Linked DNA regions of Gossypium hirsutum: region 2 is linked to region 1. A link is a contact called in public Hi-C data. All regions are on one chromosome and are shown on one strand. Each heading gives the region's core, a stretch centred on a gene start, on an enhancer-like site or on the middle of the called end of the contact. The rest is flanking DNA. Distances are from core to core; before and after follow the strand shown.

The links. A called contact is a pair of places that touch in the nucleus more often than the background predicts.
Region 2: a Hi-C map of leaf shows a contact between it and region 1, with 2.9 times the contacts expected there. The contact joins the promoter of LOC107913034 here to the promoter of LOC107911060 in region 1. A contact is called at or near these places in 3 of 34 Hi-C or Micro-C datasets (all in leaf).

What each region holds. Positions count from the first base shown.
Region 1 is chrD11:21,400,091-21,406,540 of Gossypium_hirsutum_v2.1, forward strand. It overlaps LOC107911060 (glycine-rich RNA-binding protein GRP2A), which reads left to right and starts at 2,493. Exons shown (of 2, transcript XM_041104245.1): 1 at 2,493-2,754; 2 at 2,940-3,172. The coding sequence starts at 2,493. The coding sequence ends at 3,172.
Region 2 is chrD11:21,664,774-21,670,965 of Gossypium_hirsutum_v2.1, forward strand. LOC107913034 (protein RTE1-HOMOLOG) reads left to right here and starts at 2,265. Exons shown (of 3, transcript XM_016841471.2): 1 at 2,265-2,538; 2 at 2,733-3,016; 3 at 3,538-4,075. The coding sequence starts at 2,756. The coding sequence ends at 3,960. It overlaps LOC107913035 (thioredoxin H-type), which reads left to right and starts at 4,892. Exons shown (of 3, transcript XM_016841472.2): 1 at 4,892-5,073; 2 at 5,693-5,815; 3 at 5,903-6,192. The coding sequence starts at 4,984. The coding sequence ends at 6,052.

The DNA.
Region 1 (6,450 bases), core at 1,243-3,742:
CCAAACTAGAACAACATTCCTTAAGCCTGAACTCATACTTGGCCCTACAGTTGAAACCCCACTCGATAAGCCCATGTTACCAGCCACAGTCTTCTTATTTTCTAAGAGCTCAGATTTCTCCCCTTCTTTTAAGCCTTTTAATTTCTTTAAAAATTCACCCTTTTGAAACCTAATTCCTGGAATATCTGACTATATTTCATCAATGCCACCAACTTCTTTTTCTAACGAGGCTAACGCCTCAAATCTAGACTTTCCAAAAATCTATATTTGATTTTTTACTTTTTGATTATGAGTATCCTTCTAATTTCAGCGAGATCTTCACTCAATGATCATCCATAGCCCAAGGGGCTTCTCCCCCATCGCCAGAGTTGACCCCTCAACCATCGGATTGGAACTTTTTGCATTACCATTCACGGTGCACTAATCTAGAGCGACGGAGGGGCAAAGGTTTTTGAGGTGTCCATAACAACCACAAGCGACGCAGACCGCTAGTAAGGCTTCCAATTCAACCCTTTGAATCCTTCCATTATTCAAGACTTGGGATACAAGCGACTTCTCCAAATCAACATAAACTGTCATCCTTGCAAAACGTCCCCTCGTGCCACTATCCATTTTGATGTCCAATCTTGCTACTTTGCCCACCAGGCTCTCGATCTCCTCCAAAACTCGTCATTTATAGAGGAACCCCGGCATTCCAAGAAATCGGATCCAAGTCAAAACCTTAGTAGGGAAAGGCTTTGATGGATCAAAGTCCACTGTCCACGGCTGGACAGTAAGGTAAAGCCCAAAAAAATTCATGGCCCTTGAGTCAAAACCATTTCATAATCTTATTCAAGTAATATCCATTTTCCACATCCATTAGATGGAAAGGTTGAGAAGGCCTCTAGAAATTAGAGATCCAATTGTGTAACATTGCATACCCTATATTACATCCCAACAATTTTACAACCATGGTGGTTTCCATATCTTTAACTAACAGTTTCTGGATTCTATTCGAGAAACTGATGGTCGAATTTTCGTTGGCTATGGATTTCAAGATGTCTCCCTATACGGAATCAAAATTCTCATAATTGAAATTACTTGTATTCATCGAAGACGTCCTGGGAACAACCTCTGTCCTTCCTAAGAGCTTGTCCTTCCAAGGGACTCCAGCTTCTGGGCACAAATCCACCACCATGTTCACATCAGTGTCATCCTTTAACTCTTTGACATGGACTTTCTTGGTGATTCGATCTTCATTAGAGTCTTCACCTCCACCATCTCGGTTGTCGGACGATATCACGATTGCATCCATAATAGCTCACAATGTTAAATGTTAAAATAAAAAATCTAATAAAAAAAAGCTATTTTTGTTTTCGTTTTCATTTTCTTGAAAAATGAAAAACATTGAAGAAAACATGTTTGATTGAAAATTTTTAAAATAATTGTAAATAAAAAATAAAAATATGTGAAAACTAGAACAACTTTTTATTGTTTTCACTAAAAATTCTTTGTAAAATTGAAAATGATGAAAATAATGGTTTTTATCTTTAAATGAATTAGCCCTAGTTCAAACTCATATAAATGTAAAATAATTTTATTTTTCAACAATTTTTCAAGTATTAAATCTAATACCATAGTTTGAGTCCATATAAATGTAGAATTTATTTTATTTTATTTTATTTATCATATTTCTATTATAGAAAAATTAGTACAAATATTTGTTCATTATTTCAAATATATATATATATTTAGAAAGCAAAGGAAGCATTTGGCCTTAGTGAAAAGGAGGTAAAATTCTAAGGTCAAGCAATTCTTTAAAAGAACTAGTAAAAATCAGGATATAATGTTTGAACCTTAGGACTTGATCGACAAAGATACTTAAACCAATACTCCAATAGAAAATTAGCATTTGTAATTTTAAAGATAAATATTCTTTTTCATATTTCTTTTAATGTGGGAGTGTGAGATTATACTTTTGGTTGTATGAAGAACTATTATTATTTGAGACAAATACCCTTCGATGAACCCATGTTGCTAAAAGACATGGTAGTATTTGAAAACGAATGAGGCCCTCTTAATCATATGTCCTAAAGCAATTAAACAGGGTTTCAAAAGATTCAGCATTGGAATGGTTAAGCAGCCTCTCCTTTTGGTGCTTACTTGGGATGGGTGGCCTTGAAATTCATGGTTGCTTGAGGAGTAAACATAAAGATTTTGTTTGCATAGTGGAAGGGAACAGAGTAGAGTGTTTACTGTGAAGTGTATGGTTCAAGGCTCCATGGTGCAATAGGCATTAACCGCTTGAAAGTGGAAGGTGGGGACATATTGCGTCGCAAGGGATATTTTCATCTCATTTCCCTCGCTTTTTGCAGCCTTTTGGAGATGTTTTGTTGGATAGCTTGGAGTTTGTTTCATGGGGTTTAGCCTTTTCGGAATTCAGTCAAAAGAGTATAAAAAGGGGTTGGAGGGAGAACAATATTCTTGCATTATCAAGTTGAGACATAGAGAAAATGGAAATGAGAAGAGAAGTTAGAGTTTTGTTTCTAGTAACGGTGGTGTTGATCGGCTGCCAGAGTGGGGTTGTTGGAAGGGATGAGTTTGAGAGGAAAAATGAGGTTCCAGGGTGGTCCAATTCTACTTCTACTGAGAGCCGTAGTTTTATTGAAGATGTACAACACAAAGGCACAAATTCTTCAGCAGAAACTTTAGTCCAAACCAATATTAATCTTAGCCATGCTGGGAAAGGAGGAGGAAATGGTGGTGGAGGTGGAGGTGGTGGTGGTGGTGGTGGTGGTGGTGGTGGTGGTGGAGGAAATGGTGGTAGTTGCAGTCGAGGTGGAGGTGGCAGAGGCAATGGTAAAGGAAAAGGAAAAGGTAAACCTCACAAGAAAAGAAAAGGAAGAGGCCACTGTAGTTGTGGTGGTGGGGGGGCGGGGGTGGTGGTGGTGGTGGTGGAGGTGGAGGTGGAAATGGAAATGGTGGAGGAGAAGGTAAACCACACAAGAAAAGAAACCACAAAGGTCACGGATGGGGTGGAGGCAATGGAGAAGGTGGTGGGGGTAGGGGTGGCCAAGGTGAAGGATGGGGTTGGGGAGGAGGTAACGGTGGCGGTGGAAACCATGGTGGAACAAGAAAAGCAATTGGAGGGAAAGCTCCCTCTCCTTCTGCAACGCCAGACCATGCACGTTGAGAGGAGTAAAGAAACATGCACTTGATCCCCCTCCAATCCAACTCCTACCGTATTTTATAGCAAACGTCATTTGCCTCTAGTTTTTGCATTTCCCATGCAACAACTCTAAATAATTCCCTGCATGCTTTTGTGTGTTCCACTTTTTCTAAATTTATAGTCTCAATTTTCTGCTATTCCAGATATTATACACATAAAAACCAGTTTGTATTAGTTTCGAAAGTAATATACGTTGTGGTTTGTATTAATTATTCAACCTAGCACCATGTCAGTTTTCACGAATTAGGCCATTAGGTTAAGCCATGTCCGCATTGAAAAGGGCAAAGCAAGCCCCATTGTCGCATTGCTTGAGACCATCCGCAATCCTTAAATCCCATTTAACGAAAAATTGCTCCCATTTCAACATCCAACCAATCACCACAATTGAATTATTAATTAGTTAGCCAAATGAAAATCGGACCACCCATCAAAATTCAAAGCGTAAGGAGCCCAATGCACGTGCTTAAGCACCCGAGTCAAACCCCCCCAAAAAAAAAGCCTTTGACTCTTGATTGGGGAAGTGAGGTGGGCATAATCACCATTGCTAAACTACCATGTGGCATGTGGATAAGAGATACTACAAAGTCAACGTGAAGTGACGGAAATTAAATGAAATCTGATTGCACGAAATTTTTAATGATTAAACAATGGTTTAATTATGCTTCCGATTGTTGAAATCTTTGAGTTTCTCTACGAAATATTCAAAATTAAAATCTAATTGAAAAAATTCATGCACAAGAGTCTGAGTGGAATCATGTATAACTGGTTTTGATGAGATATGGGCTACTGATTTTGATGACTGAAACTACAAAAACCAAAATTTCCCTTCTTGGGGCTTTTAAAGCACAAAAGTTCTTAATCCCTATCTTACTTTACAGCTGCCCCTGCTCTTCCTACAAAGAAACAACAAAGAGTGGTTGGAAGTGGTGAGAGATAGCCTTTCACGTGATTGCCACGCAACAATTATGTGAGTGCACTCAAGATTTGGGCGATTCTCATCAAATTCTCTCTACTTTTAGAAATTTCTTATGCCTCTGGCTTGTCAATTAGTTGCGACTATATGCTGACTCAAACCTCTATATCTTTTTATTACGCATTCTATCTACCAATCAATTTTAAAAAATTTTATGTGCAATTATGAAGAATTAAGTTATGTATTTTGTTGAGAGTTAAAATATAATTTAATTATTGTATTAATTTATATATTTACAATTTAAATTAAAATTTATTATTTTATCAGAAATAAAGAGACCAGTATAATATTTCTCTATTTTAGGAGGGTATCTCGTAGTGTCACCCCTATGTGTAGTTCTTTAAGTTCCATCATATATTGTTATCATGTGTGGGTTTTAGTTCAGTTTATTGGCTTTAGTCTGAATTATATTAATTATTAGTCCATTTATACTGTAATAATTTGATTATACTTTATGATTACTCGAATAATTCATTTGTAATAGTTTAATACTAATGATTACTTGAATATATATATATATTTACATTTGTACTTCTATTCTAGAATACCTATTACACTTTTAAAAAAAAAATTAACTAATTGTTAGCACATGATTCATTACTAGTATATAAAATACAAACCCATTTGAATATACTGTTAATTCTTTTCATAATTTCAACATCATTTGGGTATTGCAGGCGCCATAAATCAATAACAAAAGCGGCTTGGAGTTATATTGACTAGCATTTGGATCAATATGGTATTTACTTGTATTTTTTTGTACTGAAGCAGGCTGTGGAGAAGTCTCAGCAACAATTTTAAGCTCGACATTTGTCATGCAGTATTTTTAGGTATTGAGTGGCAAGGCATGAAAATAACCCCAATATTACGAATACGATGCTAAAATACAGTGTAATTAGGCGATACCCTCATCTCACCGTTGACTCACTATTTGTCTTCTTCTTCCTGTAGTCTTTTAGTGTTATTTTTTTTATCATTCATCAGCCTCACATTTCTCAGCGGATGACTAACCCTAAACCAATACAAAAGCAAAATGGCCGAAAGCTTATTCACATATTCTGTTTTAATGGCCATTCTCGTTTCTCAAGTCTCAATCTTCAAGTTTTTAATAATCATTAATACTACTTATTACTCCTGTTCTATCAATGATAGATAGAGTATCTAGGCTTCTTATTTCACATTTTAAATGCTATTATTTTCCATGTTTATTTTATTATTTATGTTTGAGATTTGTAACTGTCTCTCTTAATAATATTATATCTAAAATTTAAATCTACATTCTTCTCTTAAAAATATAATATGTATTGTCATTTTACTCAATCACTTATAATTATTTAAATTTTGATTGACGTGTATAAACAAATATAGTGGTATAATCTTCTAATGTTAAAAAAGAAAAGAAAAAAGCATACCAACATCAGTATAATTTAATGCTAATACATCATTAAAAAATTTAAAATTAATCAAGTGACTTGATATATAATAATATATGTTTATTATTGGTATATTAAATATAAATTCTTTAAATGTATTCAAAATACAAATTTGAGTGAAATTGGTGATGATATATTATATACAAGGAAACCGAAAGAAGTAGACCCAGTGGCCCTGGTGCTAACCGTTGCAGCATTTCTAGTTTCTTGAATGTACATAAATAAATAAGGAATGATATTTGATCGTCCGATACACAAATATGAAGGATTGATAAATAAATATCAATAATTTTATTTTAACATAATTAAATATTAATCACAACTATTATAAATAAATATTAATAATTTTTGAATTTAAGATCTTTAATATAAAAATTTAAAGTCTTAAGTTTCGAATTTAGAATTTTAATATTTATTTATAATTAATCTGCTAAAATCCTTTTGAGTGTCATCAGCCCTCCTATTAGCTTTTGTCTTTGTACCTTTGCTTTGAGTGTCTTAAAATCATAGGCAAGGATATTCCAGCATGTCATGATCTTCACCAGACTCGATGAGCAGATAAAAACTGGGTCACCTGTCTGGTAAGTTGTTCCAAGTCATTTAACTTGGGGGGGTCCCCTCCACTTAAAGAATGCTCCTTCACGGGCTCCACTTTTCGACCCTCCAAAACCCAATGTCCCTTTCCATCTCAGTCCCCACTCAAAACTTTAAATTTTAATTCATCCTGGAGGGAAACAACAAAAGGCAGAGAGGGCTGCCTAGCGCCCTTTCCTAGATATTATTATCGGTAACTTCAATTCAAATACCCATTACCAAACCCTAACTCTTTCCTTTTT
Region 2 (6,192 bases), core at 1,015-3,514, 260 kb after region 1:
AACAATTTTAGAATGTTTTAAATGTAAAATATAATTTTTGAATTATGTAAATTGATAGCTATTTTGTAAAATATAATTTTCATTTAAATCATTTATGTATTGTGAAATCAAGAAAATCAAAAGGATATTTTTAAAGAAAGATTGATAAGGAACATTTTTAACAGAAATCAAGAAATAGATGACCAAAAAATAAAGAAAATTTGGGAAAAATGAGAAATAAAAAGAAAGTGAGGAATGAATTGACTGGAAAAAACGAGAAAGAGGTTATTTGTAAAAAAAATATTATTTTTAAAAAAATTTAAATTAAAAACACACATTTAAAAAAACCTCTGGCAACTCCTTCTAACAACCTATGTATTTTGTTATCATTTTCTATTGGATGATCCATTAATCCAGTTGGTGGAAGATTATAAATGGATAATTTTTTTATTATTTTTAATGGAGATTGGGAATAGATAGACTTTCTATAGGGCTCATTTTACTGACAGTATTTATCATCACTTTATCGACTTTGGCGGCTTGGCCAGTTACTTGAGATTCGCAATTATTTCATTTCTTGATGCTAGTAATGTACTGTCAAATAGGATTATTTACTTTTTTTCTTCTCCACCAATAATTTTTTTATAGTTTTAAAATAAAAAAAATTACATTGACACATTGAAAAGTGGTGGGCCAAACTCTTTGGCTCCATCAATTTTTTTTTAAAGTCCTCGTTTTTTTAGAATTAGTATTTTTTATATTTATACAGGTGGTGTCATTTTACATGGCTCCACCAAAACAATAATTTTTTATTAGGTTTGTTGACGTGACATGTTGGTAGCGCCAAACTCTTTGACTCCACTAATTTTTACTGTAGATTTCAGATCATTTATATGTATAATCAAAAAAATGGATCACTTTCGTAATTAATCAAAATTTAGGATATTTTTATAAAAAAAATCCAAGAAACCAATATCAATAGCTCCAACCTTGTTTTATGGTAGGTTAGTCATTGTCGGAAATAAGCTAAAGTTGGGTGACTTCCCTAGAAATTGGCCAACTAAAGCATTAACCCATTGAGATCAACCCTCTTCAATCACATCAATAATGGATTCCACATTTATCTTCTCATCTTTCTCCACGTCAGACAAAAGAATCGATGGTGTAAATTTTGGATAAAATCGAATTAATTCGGTTAATCGATTGAATTTGATTAATTGATCGGTTAATCGAATTAATTTGATCGATGGTCAGTTAATAGTTTTTTTAGAAGTTTGGTTAACGGTTAATTTGATTCGAAATCACTCAGTTAACTGAATTAATCGAACTTAATAAATAATATTATAATATATAAGTATTTGGTCAGGGTCGGCCAGTTCGGTTAATTTTTTGGAAGTATAAATTAATTGGTCGGTTAATTCAGTTAATTTTTTATATGTTTTATAATTGTTTTAACTAAAAATATAAAATAAACATATAAATTTCAATTAATTCGGTTAACCAACCGAATTAATCGAAAAAATTTAATTCGATTAGTTATTTTTAAAAAATTTTAGTTTAATTAACAATTAAAAAATTAAAATAATCGATTAATTCGATTAATGGTAATCTGAGTCAATTAACTGATGGATGTGAAGCTTCCCTATTCACATCAACTCCATCATCAATATCTTTAGGGCCAAATTTAATGGCAGGCAGGCGACTTCGAGCCCAAAATTAAATATTGTTTGTTTAATCTTCTTTAAAATAATAAATTAATATAATAAAATTTATAAAATAAATGATAAAATTTATATTTTAATTTCTAAAAAGTTATAAATAAATTTCGCAACAAGCATCAGCACTCAGCAGCTGACATTGGGCCTTCCCTCATTCCATGTACAGCACCATTTGATTTGAAAGTAGGAAAAGCAAATTCATTCATGATTTAACCCTCCCGTATGCTCGAATTCACCATCCTCAAAATCTAGGCACAACCCCGTCTATAAAATAACTCACAAATTAATCAGAAAACAAAACAACCTTGGATGAAAGATTTCAGATAAAAAATTGATGAGAAAAATGGTGTCTGCAATGCGTTCGTTAAACTATCATGCGCATTGAGGAAATAATATTATTTTAGAGTGAAATAAAATATTAGTCCTAAAACCTAACTTTATTTAAAAGTTTAATATATTATTTCACCTTTTTTATGCTATATATATTATGATCTATAGCATATTATACGATTAAAGTATAATTTAAGGTGAATATTAAACTCTCAACCATATTCATATAAGAAATAAAAAATGTATTTACAATTTAATCACTTCATGGATATAATATTAATAATTTTAAATTTTAATTAAAATATTTTAAGATTTAGTTCAACATTTTAAAATATAGTAACCGATTTATATATATATTTTAGGTATGTTTTGGCGGAATCAATCATTACTTGATAACATATGAAATTGTTTTGCAGGAATTTCCGAGAAACCAAATCCCTCTTTGACCCATCGCTGGGGCAGCCGATTCCTCGACTCTCCGGTGTATCTGCGTTTCTCTCTGCCGACTAAGGTACGCTTTAGTCTCTCTTTTACATCTGTTTCCGCTTATTTAATTCTCAATTTTCGAATCAATCATGATTTACCAGTTCCTCATTTTTCGCGCGTTTCCTTTCTTTCGTTCGATTCAGTAGATGGTTTATGGAGATTTTTATCACAAAATTTAAATCCTTGTAGGAATAATTGATGTGGATTTTCTGAAAAAAGACTGCAGTTAGGAAAATTTGGCAATGGAAGAACAAGTAGATTATGATCACCGGTCGATTATGGTGGAAAGTGGTATGCAAATTGATCCAAGAAGGGAGCGTTTCCCATACTGCATTGTTTGGACGCCTCTTCCTATTACTTCATGGCTGATTCCTTTCATTGGCCACATTGGCATTTGCAGAGAAGATGGAGTTATTCTAGACTTTGCGGGTCCGAGTTGTGTCTCTATTGACGATTTCGCTTTCGGGGCAGTAGCTCGCTATATCCAAATTAACAAAGATAAGGTATTTATATACGTTCATCTTCCACCTCTATTTTTTTTGGCTTCATCAATTTCCGCTTGTTCTCAAATTTCACTTCCAAGTAAGTTGTAACTGGGGAAAGGATGGGATGACATTTTTCAACTTGATTAAGAATTCAAAGGGAGGATTTATTAGTTCAATTGTTGCTAATTTGGATTTGATTGGGTTATTGTGCTTTACTTTTCACGGGTCTTTTATAGGAAAGAATTGTAAAGCCTGCAAAATGCAATATCCTGTGCTTTTTAGTAACTTGTGAATGCACTGTGGTAGATATTGTGGCAAAACATTTTGAGTATTGGTAGCTAAGCCTTGTGTAAATGACGGGAAATAGTTTGTGTCACCGAATCTAATTCATGGATGCACATTGGTTTGGTAGATTTTAGAGTACAAATTTTGAGTATTGATAAGTAAGAATAGCGCCCACGACGGGAATTAGTGCATATCTACTAAAGAAAAATAATTCTTCCTCATTTATGTGTGCAAACTTTGGAGCTTTTTGCTAGGAATGCAGCATTTCTTATCATTCATCAGCACTGAAAGGAGATCAAGAATACCAGCATGACAATCTGAGAGAGGCATTAACATGGGATGATGCGCTAGAAAAGGGCATTCAAGAGTTCCAACATCGGCCGTACAACCTTTTCACTTGCAACTGCCATTCGTTTGTAGCAAACAACCTGAACAGGTTAGGCTTTCATTCGGGTGGGTGGAATGTAGTTAACCTTGCTGTTCTCATCTTCCTCAATGGTCGGTGGGTGAACAAAATAGCAGTTTTGCGATCTCACTTGCCATTTGTTGTTGTATCCGGTATTGGACTAGTGTTTGGTGGCACAACATACCTGTCTCTGTTGGCCCTCCTTGTATTCCTTCTTGTTGGTTGGTTCCTTCTCGGTACTTACTGTTTCAAGAACTTGATCTATTTGTAGCTTTTACCAGAAACCAATGCAAAGAATGAAGGGATATGTCAATTTTTGTATGTGACATTGATGGAGTCGATAAAGATGGAATATTTCATTTACAGAGTATAGTTTTAATTTTCAATACTGACAATCTCTTTTAGTGAACGGTGAACCATTTGCAAATCCCAAGTCAAATTGGCTTGTAACATTGAGATATTGTTGTAATATTTTTTATGTATTCAAAATATCTTAAAATTTCTAAAATTTAAGATTTTGATCCATTGATATATGGATTTAATATTATTTGTGATGATGTTTTTTGTTTTAATTATTATCAAACTTTTACCTCATCTTATGTTCACGCTTCTTTTCCATATATTTTAGTGTCATGGATTCATGTTATTTCTCGTGTTGTGTTCATGTTTGTGTTAGTTTCGTGCTTTAAGGGTATTGCAAACTTGTATATAATTTTTCACACCTTAAAAATTCGTTTTGTGTATATTTTAATAACGGGGATGTGTTTATGTTACTCTTTGTGTTGTATTATATTTTTATGTAGTTTTTCATAGTGATTTAATCTAGAAATTCTATCATAGTATCTAGAAATTATATATCTAAATAGAAAAGGTATGGTTTGAAACTAATAATAATAATAATAATAAAGCTTTGGTTGTTGTGTTTAAATTTTAAATAATAATATAAATATAGATTTTTAATGGGCTTGCAAACTTTATATCAATATAATTGACTAGTTCAACAATTCTGTCTAATCTAATGGTTGAACTTGAAACACTAAAGCGTATAAAGACGTAACCGTAAAAATCTGGAAGCTAAAACTAAACGTGTTGAATGGGAATACATATCCGTATGGGTACAACCCTCTTCGTACAATAATGGCAAGATCGTAATTACAACCAAATCTAGGTCTATGGCCCATGGCCAAAACCAAAACCTTTATTTACTTATTTATTTGTAAATAGAGCGGCAGAGAAGACTTATATATTTTTTTAAGCAAACAGAAAAAGCAGAGCTTTGAATATCTAAGCAAAAATGGCAGCAGAGGAAGGTCAAGTAATCAGTTGCCACACCGTTGATTCATGGAAGGAGCAACTTCAAAAGGGAAACCAATCCAAAAAGCTGGTAATTTTATTTTAATGAATCCCTTTCCCCCCCATATATTTAGTGTTAGATTCATGATTATTTTTAATGTTTCAGATAATGTGTCTGATCTGTTTTCGTTTGCTTCATATCATATTATATTTATGATTTGGTTGTTTTATATGTATAAATCTAGATTTTTCTATTTAAAAAATTCCACGATCCGTAAAGTTGAAGCCTCTTAAACACTAAAGCCATTTTCTGTTGATGCTGAAGCTTGCTTCTTCTATTTTTATTTTATTTTAAAAAATTCTCGGTTAATACAATATTAGTTAGTCAATTTCACATGTTAAAACTAGGAAATTTTGATGTGTTTGTTTCTAGGGAAAATTTGTTATAGATTTTGTAACACGTTTCCAATTAAAAGTTCTGAAGGACAGTATGCTGTAGTAACAGAGCAATATGATACATGTGAGTGACATTAATGAAATTTAAGGTTACTAGCTGGTGATGGTGATGACAAATCAATGTCGTATTTTAATGGTGACGTTGATGTTTGTTCTTTGTTTTTTACTCTTCTCCATTAACTTTTTCATCCTTTTTTATAACTTTAGCTTCTTCACAAACGTTATGTGAATTTGTACTTACATGGTAAATGCAGGTGGTGGTTGATTTCACTGCTTCATGGTGTGGACCCTGCCGTTTTATTTCACCCTTTCTGGCTGAACTGGCCAAGAAGTTTCCTAATGTTATGTTTCTTAAGGTGGATGTGGATGAACTGAAGGTAATGCAGATGCACAGTTAGAATCCGCAACTAAGAAGCGAAAATGTCTATCGAATTGTTTGTTTTTTTTCTTCATTTTGTTTTCAGGAGGTTGCTGCTGAATGGGATGTGGATGCTATGCCAACTTTCTTGTTCCTGAAGGAAGGAAAGGCTGTTGAAAAAGTGGTTGGTGCAAAGAAAGAAGAGCTTCAGCAGGCTGTGACAAAACATATGGCTACTGGTAGTACTTCTGCTTGATGGTGATAATTATTAGTGCTATCTTATCATATTTTTGAGGAACTTATTATCATGTACCTCATCTTTGATTTGCTGGTACTTAGCTAAACATCTCTATGTTAAACCCTAAGTTTATTCCTTTATATTTTGAGGTACTTTTA